Linked DNA regions of Triticum aestivum: region 2 is linked to region 1. Evidence: chromatin contacts called from public Hi-C data. All regions are on one chromosome and are shown on one strand. Each heading gives the region's core, a stretch centred on a gene start, on an enhancer-like site or on the middle of the called end of the contact. The rest is flanking DNA. Distances are from core to core; before and after follow the strand shown. Region 1 holds the start of LOC123061906 (GPN-loop GTPase QQT1). Region 2 holds the start of LOC123061907 (serine/threonine-protein kinase EDR1).

What was found. Hi-C and Micro-C count contacts between places; a contact is called where the count stands out from the background.
Region 2: a Hi-C map of leaf shows a contact between it and region 1, with 3 times the contacts expected there. The contact joins the promoter of LOC123061907 here to the promoter of LOC123061906 in region 1. A contact is called at or near these places in 3 of 5 Hi-C or Micro-C datasets (all in leaf).

Annotation. Positions count from the first base shown.
Region 1 is chr3A:509,635,794-509,641,076 of IWGSC CS RefSeq v2.1, reverse strand. LOC123061906 (GPN-loop GTPase QQT1) reads right to left here and starts at 3,622. Exons shown (of 11, transcript XM_044485191.1): 1 at 3,329-3,622; 2 at 2,741-2,886; 3 at 2,360-2,404; 4 at 2,165-2,244; 5 at 2,010-2,084; 6 at 829-932; 7 at 590-746; 8 at 424-511. The coding sequence starts at 2,832.
Region 2 is chr3A:510,157,893-510,163,131 of IWGSC CS RefSeq v2.1, reverse strand. LOC123061907 (serine/threonine-protein kinase EDR1) reads right to left here and starts at 1,691. Exons shown (of 17, transcript XM_044485192.1): 1 at 1,219-1,691.

The DNA of each region.
Region 1 (5,283 bases), core at 2,373-4,872:
GATTCCAAAGGTTACTGCGTTTAAGGGTTCATAATGCTGTGCTTAAGGGTTCATAACGTTTGACAGTGCAACACTAGTCTACTGAAGATGCCTGACATCCTCTAACAACTTCCGAGTGTTACTATGTAAGTGCATTACTACATTAGATCACTATCTTACCTGAACAAGGAGAGTTCTAGATCTTTGTGCAGGTACATAATTGTAGCTTAAGAATGTTTACACAATTTAAAAGTGAAAACAATAACAAATCAGTGCTGTGTTATATTTTATAATGCTTTTCAGCGAACTGGAGATGCCTACTAAAGGACTAACTGCTAAATACTATCAAGTCTGGACAGGTTTATGACTTTCAGTAGGTGCAGTACGGACTGTACGTACCCCTTACCCAAGGAATTAAAGTTAATTGTTAGTCGTCATATTTACCTGTACTTGGCAGAACGAGGATCTTGATCAAGATGGTATTGCAAATAGGACAGGTCTTGGACATCAGTGTAGAAGTCAAGGTTGAATGCTGATAATAAAGAAAATGAGTAACAACTACAGCTGAAACATTTGCTAAACTAAAGGCAGCTGCAGACAAGCACAATACCTAAATTTCCATAGTTCTCAATAAGGTCAATCTTTGATAAAACATTGATGTGTGGTAGCTCCAAGTGTAACATTGTTGATAGTGAAAGAAGCAAAGCACTCACATACTTCCCAGGATCACAACATAAATGAGCATCAACAAGGTGCACAGCAGTCAGCTGCAAAATACCAAGAACGAGTGGGTAATGAAATTCATTAACAGAATAACTTGCTTGAATTAAACTGAAAACATGCATGTACCCGCAAGTCTAGCTTTTTGATGAGTTTATTGATGATATTCCTTGCATTTGTGTGAAGGGAGAAAAGTTCCACTTGCCCCGGGAAATCAAATAAAAAATAGTGATCTGCAGCAATCACCAACCTTCAGCAATTCATAATGGAAAGTAGTACAAGTTGAGCAGCAATGCAGCATTGATGCGTAGCTGCTGCAATAGTCCTCTACTATGATATTAACCTTTCAGAAAATAGCTCGATAAACAGCAGAATAATCCAAAAATCCATGGTTGCAGATTATTCACAACTCTAATTTGGAATAGCAAAAAGGTTCCATTCAAGGTCATAGCAAAGTGAGTTGACCATTTTAAAAGTAGGTTGATCTGTATTGGCAATTATTACTTTATTCTTCGATTGTCCCATAAGGAATTATTAATTTTCATCAAAGGTTCCCAGCACTTCAATGTCAAAACAGAATCTGGCAGCTTAGTTATGAATAGAACTGGGTCAACCTGCTTTCTATCTACTCCCTCCGTCCCAAAATAAGTGTCTCAACTTAAAAAGATTTTCAATTTTATGGATATCACAGCCAAAGAATATAAGTTCAGTTTCTCTGGTTCACTATCTTGAAGCTGTTGTTTGGACATGGACATGGTCTTAAAAATACAGCTTTGACTATCAATTTGCAATCCAGATCATTGCTAGCTTTGATTTTTGTAATACGAATATATGTCCTTTCTGTCAATGATCTGGATTGCAAACTGGATCAACAGTTAGAGTTTGACTGACAATATATAATACTCCCTCCGTCCCAAACATAAGTGTCGCTGATTTAGTACAAAGTTAATACATTTTTTGAAAATTCACAGCTATGATCTAAGTATCCAATCTAAATATTTGTACAGATAAAAATAAAAGGGCAGCTCGGTGCATGTAGCTCCCGCTTGCGCAGGGTCCGGGGAAGGGTCCGACCACTTTGGGTCTATTGTATGCAGCCTTTCCCTACATTTTTGTAAGAGGCTGTTTCCAGGACTTGAACCCGTGACCTCATGGTCACAAGGCAGAAGCTTTACCACTGCGCCAAGGCTCCCCTTCAAATATTTGTACGGATAATAGTCAAAATTTCAAGATCTTAACTCTACCCTTGACCAAAACGACAGCTTTTACAGCACCAGAGCGAAGTTCAGAGAAAGGCACTCCGCACTCACCTTCAATAAGAGGTTTCAGTTTCTCTTCAAGCCAGTCAATATTCATCTCCAAGTAATCCATGCAATACACAAGCCCTGACAAAGATATAAACAGCACAGCATAAGTAAGGATAGAAATGAAACAGGTACACTTGATTCTTGAACACTGGATCAACCTCCATTAGGACCAAGCGAATGCTCAGACATGACATCACTGAGCTTTATGAGGTCCTCAATGTTGATGGCACATTCATATCTAAATACCAATGTCAAGGACTCATTTTGAGTGTAACTGCAGAACCCGATGGTAACACATGGTAAAAAAAAAACAAGGGGAAAGGTCATTTCAAGGCTCAATGAGCAAAGGATACGGCAATGCATCATTCGCGGGGTCGAGATTGATGACCACAACTTTCCTGCAACCAACAATCAAGCACTATGACCTTGTGAATTAGTTAGACAATAACTGGCACAGAAGCACCAGAACGGATAACACTGGAAGCCCAGTTATGGAAAGGAAATTATGCACCACGCCATTCTCCTAATGTTTACCTCCCATCAGAAAAATGCCTTATTACATACAGAGTAGATAAACCATACTAAACTGAACATAACACAAGGTCAGGCATTGGAACAGCAAAAGAGAAACTAGCACTGGAAGTCAGGAAAGCAGTTCGTAGTGATGGAATACTTTTTTTTTGCGGGGTATGGAGTACTAGCTAGTTAATAGCAAGGCTGCAGTTATTGAGTACCTTCCTACGAGGGAGAGGAACTGGGACATGCCGTTGCAGTAGGTGGTCTTGCCGGAGCCTGGTGGCCCGATCACAACCTGTCCAAACACCATCTCCTCTTCTCGTACCCAGTGGAGGTTCTAGGGTTTTAAAACAGGGTGGTCCACCTGAAAAAATTGACAACAAATATGACGTGCCAACATTCTAACTAATTTACCAATAGCACATAGAAATAGATCAATATGGTCTTACAGACATACTAAAATTCTCAATTTTGCATAGGAGAAGCCTACATAATACATACCTTGAGAAGTTCAAAGAAGAGTATGTGGCATTGTTAATTTGTTAAAGTGGCATCGTTAGAGTAACTTGTTAGAGTGGCAAACAATCAGACAAATCATTATTATGTCATTGATCAGGTGCTCATGTACTGAATAGCAAATAAGGTGTATGTGTTCACAGGACTCTGTATTCATGTACTGGATAGCAAGCCTGATTGTTTAGTTAACGAAATAGACTTGACTTCCACCTGATCGATGCAGTAGACAGCTAAGAGCAAACCCTAAATCAGAAATTGGGGAATGGGCAGTCCCGCAGTGGACAACTTACCTCGCGTCCTCTAATCGGGCTAAAGGCTGGCCACCGGGCAGGGTAGCTGACTTGCTGCCGGCCGAGTGCTGGAGTCGACGTATAGCGGACTGGGCGGCAGGCGCCGGCTTGCAGGGGCGCGGTGGCGCCGGGCGCCGGGCGGGCGGGGCGGGCAGGGGCGGCTCCTAGGCGTGTAGCGACGGCGAGGCAGGCGGCGCAAGATCGGGAGTCGAGCGGCCGAGGTCGGGGGCGAGCAGGGGCTCGGTGGTAAGCCGGCTGTCCCAGTGTCCCCTGCGTGCGTTGTTTGTTGGGCTAGCCGGCTGAGATGGGTCGGGACGAGTAAGCCATTGTTTGTTGGGCTTCTTTTTCCTCTGGTCCATCTGTAATTTTCTCCTATGAGCCCGGTCTAAGATCCAAGGTGGGCCGAGACCCACCTTGTCCACCCTGTCTATAGATCAATCGTGGTGCCGAATAAAAATCGAGCTTGTACTCCGACGATAGGCAGTCGATGAGGTACTCCGACGAGAAACCGACATACCCTCACCACATATCGATGAATGCGGCGAGAAATAGGTACCGTCCGCAGAGGCGAGGCAACGGTAGGAAGGGAATAGAGATTGAAATCTTTGCAATGCCCGTATTGTCGACGGTTAGTAACCACCACGACACCACTGCCGGCGCAGGTGCTGCTTTGCTTACCGCAACCATCTGTTGCTGCTCGTGGGAGGCATAATAGGTGAGATACCGACAATAGTCGGCAGAGTAGGGGGGGCGTGGAAGTTACAGAACATCTGTTGCTGCTCGTGGGAGGCATAATAGGTGAGATACCGACAATAGTCGGCAGAGTAGGGGGAGGGGGCGTGGAAGTTACAGAATTTCTACTTTCTCCTCGAACACTGGACATATGTTTGAGCACAATTTTTTTCTAGTACAAAGCTCCTCGGTTGTCATTTGGCCACCAAACTTTACAAGCAACTGTAACATATGTTTATACTATTGTCACAAAGTTTTAGATTGTTTTGAAATGTTTTGTTATGTTTTCGGCCAGGTGTCCCGGCTTTGCAGTGTCCTGGGGTGTAGAAACCCACTCTCAAGTAACATTGCTCACAGACGATGCCCTTGATCCAGTCAAGTGTCAGATTAATAGACACATTAGAGGCACCAGTGGGGTCTTACCACCTACGGAAGGGCCCGGGCTTGGGTAAATCCCTTGTTCTTCGCCAAACCGTCTCTGATCCCCAATGCGCTCACCCATCCGAACAAATCGTCATCAATCGACAACACTATCGGTACAAAATGGTGACAACTAGAAATGATGTTTATGTACGCAAATGATGGAACAAATAGCAAAGGTTTCTGAAAAAATAGCAAAAGTTTGAGAATTTGAGTTTAGAAAGGGACTAGGTACTAGGCTTCATACCCGAAATCATTTGAGAGCGGGTTTAGAAAATTGATATATGGAGCTGATCAATTAAATTACGAGAGAAGTGGCAACAGGCCCCGAATGAGCAGGGCCCAAAATCCTGACATATATCAGGAGCAAGAAAAAGAATAAAAGACACCACACACAGCCGTGGTGCTCGTACCCTGCACCGAGCAAGCTAGGATTTCTACTGCCTCCTGCCGGTAGGCGATCTACCTCGTCTCATGTGGTCTTAAGACCTTGCTGGTGCGGTGGACCATGAAGTATATCTATTCCTAATAATAAAGCACGGATTGACTTCGTGGGTTCACCGTCACAATACGCTTCTTCACATGAATTTACGCTTTTAGATTTTTTTACCTATATTATTTTTTCTACATCCGAGGTGGTACTATTCATGTAGCTGGGATTTACTTGTCAAGTTGACGGTCGTGCCGTTTTTACAAAACGATCCCTGTGTTTTTTCACAATAAACCCGCACTCCATGAAGTATGTTTGTTTAGAAAAAAACGTTCCGATACACCGCCGTTGCGTCCGCAAGGAAAAATAAATT
Region 2 (5,239 bases), core at 442-2,941, 520 kb before region 1:
TGCTTAATCTAAACCCATCTATACACCTTGTCCACTTCTGATGGTGAGAATGGATTGTCTTTTGAACAACAAAATGCATGATTGATTAACAGACTATTTAGAAGTACTCCCTCCGTAAACTAATATAAGAACATTTAGATCACTATTTTAGTTATCTAAACGCTCTTATATTAATTTACAGAGGGAGTACAATGATAAGTGCAAACTTGAGACAAACAGTCGGCTACTTGTTACTTTTCAAATTCAAAAAAAAAAAAACTTGATAGAAACATCCAACTGAAAAGAGTGAGGACATGTGAACTGCGTGAGGCTTTGGCTTTGCCCAGGGGAAAGGGCAACCTTTGTGGTTAGTAAAGCTCAGTTAGTGGCGTACAATGAAGGATTGCTAACTAAATAGAAGTGAATCACGTTTCAACAGCTGACGTGCATCCTGATGGAAATCAGCTTCCGAAAAAGAAGCCAGCCCGCAACATCACATGAAAGTTTCCCATGTCTCATCAGAAACTTCCAGGGCAACTTGCATATTCTGTTGCATACAACCAAGCATAGCATGATGTACAGTTCCAGTTAACTCACATTTTATCCACTAGATGCTATGACGAGTGGGCGCTGTTCATGCTGGCAGCCAAAAAATGTCGGCAATAATCCTATCCACGTCACTAACTGGGCCCACTCCCGGTATGAGTACATGGGGGCATACTCTGCGGTGTAGATCCAGGCTTTTATTTACCAAAATTTAGCAACTCGGTAAAAACCGTGGGTAAAAATGGAAAAGGTAAAACAGACCACTCTACGCATGAACATACAGTAAGCAATATAGGCCACAATCCCATAGACGACCATGTAATGGCGTCGGGCTGTAGCTCAAGCCTTCCCTCCGGCGGCTATTTATGACCGAAACGGGAGGAATCAGGGGCGCCCGCACCTCGAGCCCGATTCTCTGGGGTCGCAGGACAATAACACCCCTGCCTGAGATGCTGCGCGCGCCGAGCAAAAACAGGAACCGAATCATACGGATGGGCGGCGTACGCTGGCGGAGTACCAGCGAGCGAATCCGCACCTGCAGCGAGTATATTTCCCGGTACGGACGCATTTACACGTATTGCACAGGGCGCGGCCCATATATTCGGATTCGAATTCTCGCAGGCCAGGACCGACCGACCGACTAGATCAGAGCGAAACGAATCCAGACAGGGAAGGGAGGGAAGGCCGGCTTACCAGCGGCAGGAGGAACAAGTCCGGGTGGATCTCCACGCCAATCCAGCACCAGCGGCGCAGTGCGGACGGAGGAGGACGCGGTGGCGGAGAGCCCGAGGCGGCCCGCTTCGCTTCGGCGGAAGGAGTTGCCCGGCGGCTTCGGATTCGGACGGGCGGGCAGGGCTCGATCGCTGACGCGGGGGGGTTTGGCGGTGCGGGCGAGAGAGGCAGTGGGGGAGAGGGGCGGTAGGTGTGATGGTATGTATGGTAGGTACTAGGTAGGCGACGATCGAGCGGCGTGCGGGCGAGGCCAGGGGAAGGAGGAGGTGGAGGAGGAAGTAACTGGGAGGGAGTTGAGAGCTGAGGCCCGGGAACGAGGAGGGAGGAGAGCGCGAGACGGCGAGAGAGTGAAAAGTACGGCGGCTCGGCTCCAGGCTGTGGGGGAAGCGTCGGTACGCACTGGCCTTGTGCGGGGAATGGCAGGGCGGCCAGGAGGGAACCCTGGCGACGGGGGTTTCGTGGGAGCACTTTGCTCCCGTGTGGCCGGCCCGTACGATTTTTTATCGCGAGCGTAATGCGCATTTACTTCGAGGTCTTCCTTCGGAGCGTAATTAATGTTGGCTCGTTCGGTCCATTCGAGCTTTAGAGATTCTCGTGCTGCTTGTTTCGATTTGATCGTACGGCCATGGAGTATTGGAGTGGAGTGATCTGTTCGCTTGATTTTGAACGTTATAATAAATATTACTCCCTCTATGTCTTAAAATGTAAGATGGTTTTCCATACTGTCAGCTACTATTGTGATGGTATATGGGAGTTTTGTAATTTCGTACAATGACAATTTATGGATTTATCAGACAAACTGAGTGCTATCCTAGATATGAGTGCAGCTTGCTATCATGTTTATCACTCCATATCAGACGTAGACTTTCCGCGCCGAAAGTAGATATTTATATGGATTATTAGCTTTCGCAAAAGGAAGATATATATGAATAAATATCTTGCTTATCTTGCACCGAAGTCGCAAAACCATACACGTGGTTATCTTAGCGATGCATGCTTGCAATCTATCATCCATTGTAACCTTTTTGCGCGACGTGTCTTCTGACCCTATGTCATCATGTTGTCAGTTTCGGTTCACTCGTCATCGAGATAAAGAGGTTGTGTTCGGATATGTGTTAGCTTGCGGCTTTGTACAAAAATCACATGTATACTCATCAAGAAAATTGTGTCCTTCACCAACCACAGATATTGGCTTGCTATCGTCTTAAAGATGAAAGATGATAAACAATGAACATTATATTTTATATGTTATTTGCTATGGACAAGTATGAGGAGCAAAAGGAGTAATTATTTGTACAATAGTTTTTCATATCTCGCGAAACTGCATATCCTTCAGTAAACTGGTAAACTTTCCAAGTGTGTGTTCGATTGAAACGCAGACATGGCATTTTTCATAGTCGGTTAATTGATATCTTACTTACATTACACCATGTATTCAATTATGGTATAACTTCCACTTGATTTTGAAAAGGTTATCATGATTACTGCACACTTTCGTACAAAGTTGTCTATACATCTATATGTCGGGATGAGCAATGAACTTGGTACCCTAAAGTTAGATGTAGATTGATGGCTTTCTTATCTCATGCCGGTTACTAGAAAACGTACACGACATGTTTTTACATGTAAAGCTATTTTACCTTTTATTGATGTTGTATTTACATGGTTACTCATTCGATTGCCATGAGCCACACTTAGTTGCGTTAGTGGTACACTAGTGGTATGGAGTGTGACACAATCTTTGTACACAATCAGTGTTTGTGATCCTATGACATCTTACTTTCTCTTTGGATTGTTGCTAAAACTGAAATAAAGGTTTCCCATTCTGCCTCAAAATCATATGCACGAGGGTTCTGACAGAAGAAAGCTTAAAAACATACTAACAACCATAAAACATATAGCTAGGGGCCTTTATGGTAGAAATGGAAGGGGGTGTTGATGTCTACTACGCAACATTTCTTCTTGTAGATGTTGTTGGGTCTTCAAGTGCAGAGTTTTGTAGGACAGTAGCAAGTTTCCCTCAAGTGAATGACCTGAGGTTTATCAATCCGTGGGAGACGTAGAATGAAGATGGTCTCTCTCAAACAACCCTACAACCAAATAACAAAGAGTCTCTTGTGACCCCAACACATCCAATACAATGGTAAATTGTATAGGTGCACTAGTTCGACGAAGAGATGGTGATACGAGTGTAACATGGATATTAGATATAGGTTTTTGTAATATGAAAATATAAAAACAGTAAGGTAACTAGTAACAAAAGTGATCAAAAATGGCATTGCAATGCTTGAAAACAAGGCCTAGGGTTCATACTTTCACTAGTGCAAATTCTCTCAACACTAACATAATTGGATCACATAACAATCCCTCAACATGCAACAAAGAGTCACTCCAAAGTTTCTATCGGAGAATGTAGGACGAAAACATAAATCAACCCCTATGCATAGATTATCCCAATGTCACCTCGGGAATCTGCGAGTTGAGTGCCAAAACATACATCAAGTGAATCAATAGAACATCCCATTGTCACCACAGATACCCCATCGCAAGACATACATCAAGTGTTCTCAAATCCAATACTCAATCCAACATAACGAAACCTCAAAGAGCAAGACTCAATTCATCACAAGAAGGTAGAGGGGGGGACACCATATGATCCAACTATAGTAACAAAGTTCGCGGTACATCAAGATCGTGCCAAATCAAGAACACGAGAGAGAGAGAGATCAAACACATAGCTACTGGTACATACCCTCACCCCGAGGGTGAATGTAACACCCACAATGTGGCTATATCTCCCACGTGTCAGAGCACGACTTAGAGGCATAGCCGCATGGTAGGCATGTCGCAAGAGGGGTAATCTTTACACATCACATGTACTGAATAAGAAAGGGATAAAGAGTCGGCTTACAATCGCCACTTCACACGATACATAAATAATCCATACATCATCCAAGGTACAATCAAAGGTCCGACTACGAAACCAAAACAAAGAAAGACAACCCCAATTGCTAGATCCCCGATCGTCCCAACTGGGCTCCTCTACTGATCATCCGGAAAAGAAACATAGTAATGGCCTGAATCCTCGTTGAACTCCCACTTGAGTTCGGTAGCGTCCCCTACACTGGCATCATCGGCACCTACATCTGTTTGGAAGTAACCGTGAGTCACGAGGACTCAGCAATCTCACACCCGCGAGATCAAGACTATTTAAGCTTATGGGTAGGAAAAAGTTAGTGAGGTGGAGCTGTAGCAAGCACTAGCATATATGGTGGCTAACATACGCAAATGAGAGCGAGAAGAGAAGCAACGCACGGTCGAGAAGCTATAAGTGATCAAGAAGTGATCCTGAAGCTACTTACGTTCAAGCATAACACGAGACCGTGTTCTCTTCCCGGACTCCACCGAAAAGAGACCATCACGGCTACACACGCGGTTGATTCATTTTAATTAGTTAAGTGTCAAGTTCTCTACAATCGGATATTAACAAATTCACATCTGCCCATAACCACGGGCACGGCTTTCGAAAGTTCAAAACCCTGCAGGGTGTCCCAACTTAGCCCATCACAAGCTCTCACGGTCAACGAAGGATATTCCTTCTCGCGGGAAGACCCGATCAGTCTCGGAATTCCGGTTACAAGACATTTCAACAATGGTAAAACAAGATCAGCAAAGCCGCCCGATGTGCCGACAAATCCTGATAGGAGTCGCATGTATCTCGTTCTCAGGGCACACCAGATAGGTCAAGCTACGAGTAAAACCAACCCTCAAGTTGCCCCGAGGTGGCCCCGCAGGTTTCCCGTTTCGGACCAACACTCAGAGGAGCACTGGCCTAGGGGGGTTTAAAATAAAGATGACCCTTGAGTCTGCAGAACCCAAGGGAAAGATATATGGTGGTAGGTAGGCAAATGGTAAAACCAAGGTTGGGCCTTGCTGGAGGAGTTTTATTCAAAGCGAACTGTCAAGGGGTTCCCATAACACC